Regions from separate parts of the Capsicum annuum genome. Here region 2 is linked to region 1. Evidence: chromatin contacts called from public Hi-C data. All regions are on one chromosome and are shown on one strand. The core of a region is the stretch at or near the end of the contact, and the rest is flanking DNA. Distances in the headings are between cores, read along the strand shown. Region 1 has its middle 14 kb from the start of LOC124897869. Region 2 holds the start of LOC124898156.

Region 1 (4,789 bases), core at 207-2,706:
AATTTTCTTATGGATTATTTAATGAAAGAATACCAATTTCTTAATAGATTAGATTACCTAATGAAAATTATTTTCATAAAAAAATTTGGATGATATTTTTATGAAACATTCATAATATTACATTCATCTGCCGCATCGAAAAAGAGTGATACAAAAGATAAATTCTTCAAAACACATAAAATAGAAATACATGTGTGATATTATTTAAAAAAAATAAATTATTTTAATTCTTTGAAGATAAATCAACATGCTAAAGATAGTTTTAAAATATATTTTTTTAATTGTGTCATTGAATAAGTATTGTCAAAATTTGTACAAATAATGCTATATTAACGTACAGTTTTGTTAATAAAAGTTATAAAATATAATTACTTTGATAGATAAAGAAGTTATAGGATATCTAATTTTTATATTTATCAATTAAATTAATTAAATGATATGTAATTCATCAGAAATTGAATATTATAATAAAAACTTTTAAGAGAATTAATCGATTAGTCAAACAATTAAAAATATAAAGACAAACTCAATAAATAGAGTAGTTTATCATATTGTTATGATATACCGAATGCAAAGACTCAAGTGGCACGAAAAAGAATGTATGAAAAAAATAATTTTATCAACTACATGTCACAATTTTAGAGGGAGAAAAATAATTTTATCAACTACATGCCATAATATTAGAGGGAAAAAATAATTTTCCAGCACATTTCTCAACTTTAGAGGATTTTAAGAATATATAAGTATAATTTTATTTCATAAAAATATCAACCAATTTTTTTTTTATGAAAATATTCTTCATTAGGTAATCTAATCTATTAAGAAATTGGTATTCTTTCATGAAATAATCCATAAGGAAAATTGTGTTATGCACATATAGAAAGGGTTAAGACATGAGTAATATATTATATATTCACTTAAATTTAAATTAACAACTAATTAAGGTTGCCACATCATTTTTCCGATGAAATTATTGTAAAATTCGGTCATAGTGACTTTTGTGATGGTCGGCGTAAAGTTAAATGACCATGGATGAAATGAATGAAAGAAAAGTGACTTTTGCGTAATAGACGCATAGTTAAGTGACCATGGATGAAATGAATAAAAGAAATGTGACTTTTGCGTAATAGATACAAAGTTAAGTGACCATGGATGAAATTTACTCATTATTATGATTATGATATGATTAATAGGGATTCGAGATTAGACATTAGAGATAAATCATTAATGGGCTATTTTGAGTAAGAACTATAACCGAATAATCACTTTGCTTTATCTTCCAACTAATAAATCCAACTCAAAATTCAGTTTGATTTAGCTTGATTTTTTGGTTTAATCCAAAAAAATGCACATCCCTAATAATTAGATTCTTTTCTCAGGTGGGCGTAATGTTATGAACCCGGCAATTGGACCTGTTAGTCAGAATTTGGATATTGGGCCTGGAGGTCAGCTGCGAAGGAGCCGAAGGGCAGGGAGGCCCAGTAGCCTTTTGGTTTATTTTGCACTGCTATTTGCAGGGATTGTTCTAGGGGAATATTGGTGGGTTATATTTGACAGATTTGAAATATGAGTATGGGAAGTGTATGATGTTATCTTCTATCCCGAAGTTTCAGTTGCAATCTTTCCTTCAGTTATTCAATCATATTTTCTCCGGTTTCCCTGCTGGAGTAGAAATGAATTGCAGATCACTCCATATTGCTATTTTCATTTGTTATACACACTTCATCTCAATTAATAAATATGTATGACTTATTTTAGATCGCAAATTTCAAAAGTATTCTTAAATTTAATACTAATTCAAACACGATGGAAGAAATAATAATAATAATAATAAATCAAAATACTCATTGTTACATAAAAAAAAGAAATAGGTAAGATCGAGATGATAATAAAAAATAAAGTTTATATTGAGTGTTTGTCCTGACTTTCTTATTATTATTAGATTTTTCTTTAGGTACCATAATTGAGTTTTTCTTAAAAGGCAAATATATTCTCCATATTTGACTAATCATTGTTTTTGTAGCAAAAAGTTATAGACTCTATAAATAAAAACTTCTTTTCTTCTAACTTGAGAGCATCTTCAATATGGTACTAGGAGTTTTGAGAGTTATTTAGCGGGGGAGGACGATTTGTGAGAAACAAGTGGTATCGTGTCACTTGTGTGAACCTTTTTTATTCTGAGTGAATTGTGTCAGATTATTTCTCTCGATATTTTGTACTTTCTTTTATATAATAGATTGTTCATCTCCTTTATGGATGTAGGTCGACTGACCGAACCATGTTAAATTATTATCTCTTTTGATGTATTTCTGTCATGCCTTCTTATTTTAATGTCTTTTGGGGTTTGCTTTGCTTGCTTTGCCTTCAGTGTTACTTGGCTAAAGTTTATAACCAAAACTATGAGCCTATATTTTTTACATCTTACCCCATTTAATCGATTTTATATTTAATTTGAAATACTTAAGCAAAAGATAATAATTGCTTAATTTGTGATTATATATAATTTTCAGTTTTTAAGCTCGTGATATCATGTTTATTATCATCACAAATTGAAACATTATTGGGTGAATTAACGTAAAAGGTTTAAAACTTCATTATTGGAGTTTTTAAAAGCTTGAAACTCAAATATATTTGTGAGTTGTTAAATTTTTGGTGACTAAGGTTGGTTGAGGATGTCATTTGATGTTGTCATTAAAGATTGAAGCTATTCAATGAAGATTTAAGCTATTTGGTGATACTTTTATGCATTTTGGATAGAGTTTCATGGGTTGACTTTCAAAGAAGACAAAATTCAATTTTTGTATATGTTTTATAAAATTATTTAACAATACATATAAAATTGTGTATAAATACATCATATACACTACTTTATACTTTTATACATAGTTGATTTCTCGTTTACAGTAAATGTGTATTGTTGTGTCTTTTCAGTAAAGCGAGTCTTTCAAGTAAGCTCGCCTAACATGAAAGTCAAGCCTTTCACTTCATTGTTCAAGTCCTGCCTTCAGAGAAAAGGGTACAGGTCGGTTTGTTGTTATACTGTGTAAAAATGTGTAAAAATATTGTTGCACAAAAATAAAATAAAATTGGCTATGTGCGTGAAAATTGAAAATATATAAAAGTGCAATGTGTTGTGTTGAGTTGTATATTTTTGAAAATCATAAATAATCCTTTACTAATTAAAGTAAAACTTTTATAAATACAATTATGCATGTAACACAGAATTAAGGATAAAAGTATAATTAATACTTTGAAGTTTTTTAGGAACATATTTTACACTGAGAAATGAGGCTTTGGAATTCACCATAGAACTGAAGCAAAATGCTAAGCAAAACAATGGCCTAGATATTTCCTATTTATTTATACCATAGGGATCATATGGTAATAAGGATAATAAGTCAGGTAAAATTTGAAAGTATCTCTATTTCATATTTTACTTGGGATACTAGCTAATTCTAAAATAATTTTTATATTAGGTTAAACACACCTACAAGTTCTTTAACTTGACACAATATTTTATTTTGATATTTAAAGTGGACGCTGTTTATTTTAAATACCTCAACTAATGCTCTAATGTGTCATTTTGACACTTTTTGCCGACTCATCGTAGCACATTTGCTACAATACATTTTGAGCGTGTTTGAGGGATATTTTTATAATTTTTTCCTCTCTCTTTCTCCTTCTTCCTTACTCTTTCTTCCTAAATTTTCCACCATTTTTTCCATCTTTTTTTTTTCTTCAATTACAATAATTACTCTTCTTAATACTGTAATTATCACCATTGCAGAAATTGATAGTTAATTCAACATGTAAAATTCCTCAGCTTCCATTTTTATTCTTCATTTTCTTCATTATTATACTTCTCTGTATCTTATTCACCAAAAAACTTCAATAAAAAGCTCTAAACCTTTCTTCCTTATTCCTTCTTTCCATCATCCCTAAAATTTTTGATAAATTTTAATAATTTTTTATTAAATTATACTATTAGTTTTATTTCTTATCAATGAAGTGTCTCGGTATATCACTTTTTCAACTGAATTCTACACAATTCAACTAAATAATTTATTTTTCTAATTGGGTTTTGCTCAATTTCAACTGGGTAACTCTCAATATGATTGAAATTTTCCTTTTTCTCACATATACATACACTGAGAGAAAGAGAGAACAGAAAAAATGAATACTCATACACAGTTTAGATATACACACACAGAACGGAGAAAGAGAGGAAAAAAATTGATGTCGTTCTCAACCTCACCGAAAATAGTTTTCTTAACGACGATGATCATCATAACGAGGTCGCTTCTATCGTCACCGCCTGTCGAAAAAGTCAGTAGTAACAGTAGCCTAAAAAAATGAACAAAATGACCCGATCTGAATTTTGCTCCTATTTGATTAAAGAATTCATTTTTCTACAAATAGATCTCATAAAGCGGACAAAAGAAAGTGTGTGTATGTGTTCGGTGAAGGCCCATCAATGACGTCCCTCTCTGAGGAGTTGAAATTTGAGATTTTGATTGGTTGGAGTTTGGGGGTGGTGGTGGTGGGGGGGCGAGGGTCATTTATTGATTGAATTCTTTTTAATTTAAAGTAATTATTTAAAAATTATTTTAGAGAAAAATGGAAATGTCATCATATTATTCGTCACTTTATACGTCATCGATGCATGTAATACATACATTGAATATTTTTTAATTGTGTAAAAAATATCAAAATAATACATCAAAATTTTAGTTAAGGTGTCTAAAATGAACAATATCAACTTTAAATATCAAATTAACAGTTCATGCCA
Region 2 (5,387 bases), core at 2,114-4,613, 410 kb after region 1:
GTGTAACTGCTGTATGGTAGATAGTTTGGATCAGTATATGAACTTCTTGAGTTTGATAGGAGGGATCACTTTGATAATCTATTGTATGATATGTTGTTAAGTCATGTATGTTTTGTACCTTCTTGGTACTTTATAAATGAAACATGACCTTCTCAAAATAATAATAATAATAATAATAATAAAGTATCCTACGTATCCTCTATAACCTCTCTTATGAGATCAACTTCTATTACCTCAAGTGTGAGATGCGCCCATGAATGATCTGTGCCAGCAAGTGCCTTGTTCAGCTGCTCATACTTTTCCTAAACAATAAGCAAAACATTAACTTACTATGTGACTTAAGCAAAGGAAGAATAATACCAGTGCATTCAGAAAGAAACATGACCTCCTAGACATTATGCTATAGCAAGTAGTGCTATTAAAGCGGTCATATAAAAGCAGAGTGTTCCGTTCCGAAAGAAAAAAACCGTCAACGTATACTATGGATAAATTAATCTTCCCCCATCAAGGCGCAAACTATCCTAAGCCAGGCTGAAGTAGTAAAAAAAGTGAGTAAAACAAAGTCCACTGTTTCACCATATTCTATTAAGACTTCATAATAGCTGATCAAAATCAATTGCTAACAACATTCACAAAGTAGGTTTTGGCGACGTTCTACGGAGATTTTGATGTGTCAAAAGATACCCTCTTTCAGTTATTTTCTATATATCCTTCCATCATAGCCTAATTTTCATCATCAAGAACCAAACATTTGCAGGAGAACCTGTAGCCCTTAATTGCCATAGGATAAGAAAATTGTCGACTTATAGCTTGTTTGGCCAAGCTTATTTATCCCAAAAGTGCTTATTTTTTCTCAAAAGTGCTTATTTTAAAAAATTGAGGTGTTTGGCTAAGCTTTTGAGAGAAAATAAATGCTTTTGAGGAGTAGCAAAAACAATTTTCATAAGCTAAAAAAAACAGTTTCTCCCCAAAAGCACTTTTTGAGAAAAAAAGCATTTTTGAGAAAACAACACTGAAAACACAAACTGCTTCTCACCAAAAATATTTTTTTGAAAAGTACTTATGAAAAAATACTTCTTAAAATAAGCTGATTTTAGAAGGTTGAACAAAAAGGCTATTAGTTAAAGCATTAAGAAAGCAATTGATATTGAACAATGTTGTTTTCACTTTTCACAAAAATCAAAGGTTTATTTTATCAAATTAACCTTATTAATTATGCTTTGAAAATACAATTTTGAAAATGCACTTTGTATAGTCATTTAATGATAGAAGCAATATTAGAAGAACATAATAAATTCCCTTGATTTCACAAATGGAACAACTAAATTAAAACAAATACTTTTAGAAAGAGGGTCAACTATTTTGAAATGGGGAATAGTAATTTGATATCTTAAATACAACAATAATATACCCAGTATATTCCCACCAAGTGGGGTCTGGGAGGGTGAGTGTACGCAGTTCATACCATTACCTCAAAGGTGAGATAGAGTCATAGAGAGGTTGTTTCCAATGGACCCTCGACTCAAGATAAAATAATCTAGAAATGAAATATTAAAAGTACAAGATACAATAGAAATTACTACACTCAATAATACCATAAACAATACTCACCAAGTAATCCAACAAATGATACAACATCCTGAAATAATAATAGTAGTATAGCTACGGATAACAAAACCCTCCTACTACTAGCACTGCCGCATTCGTTCCTACTATCCTTCTATCCTAATTCGTCTCCTCTACACCTTCCTATCTATGGTCATATCCTCAGTAAGCTAAAGTTGCTCTATGTCCTATCTAATCACCTTCCTCTAGTATTTCTTCGGTCAACCTCTACCTTGCATGAATCTATCCCTAGCCAACCTCTCACACCTCCATACAGAAGCATCCGTGCCCCTCCTCATCACATGTCTAAACCATCTCAACCTCGCTACCCTTATCTTAGCTTCCACCGAAGCCGCTCTCACTTATTCCCTAGTATACCCATTTCTAATAACCTCATTTCCATCATATCTTTCTTAGCACATGCACACATCCACCGTAGCAGTCTCATCTTCGCGACCTTCATATTTTGAATGTGAGACTTCTTGATAGGCCAACACTCTGCCCATACAACAAAGTCGGTCTAACCACCACTCTGTAGAACTTGCCTTTAAGTTTAGCAGATACCTTCTTATCACACAAGATTTCAAAAGCAAGTATCCATTTCATCTGCCCTATCCCAATTTGATCAATCTCTCCATTTCCATTTCCCTGAATTATAGATCCCAGATTTTTAAAATTATCTCTCTTTTGGATGGAATGAGTATCAAGTTCTACAATCACATCAGACTCGTGCGACACCTCCTGAAGTTACGCTCCAAATATTTCGTCTTAGACCTTCTCAACCTAAACCATTTAGACTTTATATCTTAAGTAAAAATATTATACACAAAATTAATTTAATAAAATTTAAAATTAATTAAACAAATATATTACATTAGAAAATAATTATGAATATTAGATTCTTAACAAATAATCTTATATAATTTATAATATGTTAAATTAAAAATATTATATAATATAAATAATAATATAATAATAAAAAAGTAAAATAAAGGAAAAAAATTAGTGCTATCTCTAAATGTGGGAGAAACATTATTCATCCCTTCAAATATGGAGTATAAAGGGTCAAATGAAGGGCTGTTGGAAATGCCCTTATAGATGTGCAAAATAATGTCAAATGGAAGGAAAAAATGAAAATTGGGTGAGATGATTTTGCCATGTGCTACACCTAATCACATCAGAGGGAAAATCTAACCTAACATCATTCAGAATAAATGCAGAAACAGAAAAAAACATTTACAGATATGGTCGAGAACCTGGAAGAGCTTGTTTAGATCAGAAGGTTGAAGGCTGGAATCGTAGTCCGGTGAAGGTGTTTTGATTGAAAGGTGATCAACGGCGGCATCACTTTCTCCAACATCACTCAGCAGATCACCGATGCATAACAATGGCCCTCCCACTCCTCTCATTTCTCTTGTTCTCCCTTCCCCTTTGTATGAACCTGCCATCAAAATGGAGTAAAAAATGAGTTGAGACCTCAAGTCTTTAATTAAAAAAATGGAGATAAATAAATCCCACAATATTATTATTAAGTTGAAAAAATAAAATTTTTAAATAATTGAAACAATTATTTGATAACTATATTAGTTATCTCAATAATATTAAACTTATCAAATAACTTTACGAAATTATCGAATAACTTTGATAGTTCTTAAACAACTTTGCAAAGTTATCGAACAACTATCAAAATTACACGATAACTTTGTAAAGTTGTTCGACAACTGTGTAAAGTTATTGGAGTGAAAATATTTTAAAAAAAAAATTTAAAAAAAAATGTTCCGTTTACCTAATTTTTAAAACTTAAAGTAACTTAAATGGAAATTTTGTTTGTCTCTTTTAATTCAACGTCCCATCAAAATAGCCCTCTATTTATTTAAAATAGCACATTTATAGGTCCTATCAAAATAGCATATTTATAAAAAAAAAATTAAGAAAATAGCATACTTAAGACTATAATTACAATAAATATAACACTTTTATAAAATTATAGTTCATAACAAAGTGATATTATTTTGCCCATTAACTATTTTACCTTTTCCTATTTTCACTTCACTATTTCACTTCCCCCAATATAGTCATATCTTCGAACTTTTTTCAATCTTATTTTTTATTATTTTATTTTTTATTTTAATTTCATTTTTTTATTTTTTCCTTTCCACTTTATTTTCTTTCTTCTATTTCTCTTCTTTTTTTTTTTTTTTTATTTTTTTCTTCATTTTTTTTAATTTTCTTTTTGAAGATGATTATCTTCATGATCTTCAAATTTCTAAATAAAATATCATTACTGTTTTTTTATTCTTTCACTCTATCTCTAACTTTTTTTTCTTGTTAATTTTTTTATCTTATTTTTATCAGTTTATTGTTTTCTTTTTTTTTCTTTCTGCTTTATGTTCTCTCTGTTATTTCTCTTTTTTTTCCTTTTCATTTTTTTTTCCATTCTCATATCTTTTTTTCTTTTCCTATTTTCGTTTTTTTCTATTTTTTTATTTTTTATTTTTATTTTTACACTTCCATTTCTAGCTTCTATTGCTCTTTCTTGTTTTTTTTTTTCTTTTTTTTTTCTATTTTTGTTTTTTTTTTTAATTATTTTACTCTTCTATCTCTAACTTTTATTTTTAAAAGATAAATATGTATATCACATACACATATTCAAAAAAATATATAAAATACATAACCATACAAATCTGGATATATATTTATAGTACAAAACATAAATATGTATCTGCATATGTATTTACAGAAATACATATCTCGCTCATATGCATATATAAACATATAGGACACAAAATCTCTATAACAAAAAAGACAACTATATACATATACATATAAATAATAAAAAAATATATGATACATATCTTAAACAGTAAAAAATACAAATAAATGCATATGGTACCATCTAGAATGACATATAACAGTTCAAAGATAAATCCAACGTCGTACAAAAATACATATAGATATGCATTTATATACACAAAATATAAATACATGCATATGCCCCCAAAAAATTTATAATACATTTGCGACATAATACATCTGCGTAATTGTGCTTGCACTACGCATATCTTCTTATTCAAGTAGATACCACAAATATTCTTATGACAAAAAATCATGTACTGCTTCTTTGATAACATCGCCTTAATACGTTCTTCAATATCATTGACTGTGTGGCATCATATATGTGGTGCAAACCTTGAAAGTACTCTTGCCATGAATATATGATCACACAACACCTACAGAACAAAATAATGACATAAATCTATATTACATGTACTTTTCACAAAAATATAATACAAAATACATATTATGCATATGTTTTCTTTTACATAATATATATTAAATTACAAAAAAAAATCATATAACTCTGCATATGTATTTACAGAATACATGTCTGATCCATATATATATTACTATACAAAAAATACAAATATGACTCTGATATGTATTTATGAAATACATATCATATTCATATTGAACAGTAACAAACATAACTATACTATATATCTTCACATGTATTTGAGAAATAAAAAAGTGACTCATATAAAATAAGAATATACATATGGATTAGGTATGTATTCTGTAAATACATATGCAGCGCTATATGTATTTTGTATGGTGTTGGATTTGTCTTTGAACTGTTCTATGTCATTTTAGAGGATAAAACATGTACTTATTTGTATTTTTTATTGTTTAAGATATGTATCATGTATCTTTTGATTACCTATATGTCTATATATTTAGTTGTCCTTTTTGTATATACAAATGCATATTCATATGTATTTTTG

What was found. Hi-C and Micro-C count contacts between places; a contact is called where the count stands out from the background.
Region 2: a Hi-C map of placenta shows a contact between it and region 1, with 4 times the contacts expected there. The contact joins the promoter of LOC124898156 here to the enhancer-like site in region 1. A contact is called at or near these places in 3 of 5 Hi-C or Micro-C datasets (bud, leaf and placenta).

What each region holds. Positions count from the first base shown.
Region 1 is chr4:62,884,380-62,889,168 of UCD10Xv1.1, forward strand. No RefSeq gene overlaps it. Among protein-coding and RNA genes, the nearest start is that of LOC124897869, 14 kb to the left of the region's middle. Within about 2 kb of position 1,457, at least 5 of the 5 cell types and tissues checked have an H3K27ac peak or open chromatin away from gene starts, as enhancers often do. A contact at or near this core is called in bud and leaf, where this site is marked.
Region 2 is chr4:63,294,178-63,299,564 of UCD10Xv1.1, forward strand. It overlaps LOC124898156, which reads right to left and starts at 3,364. Exons shown (of 3, transcript XM_047411831.1): 1 at 2,862-3,364; 2 at 234-302. The coding sequence starts at 3,053.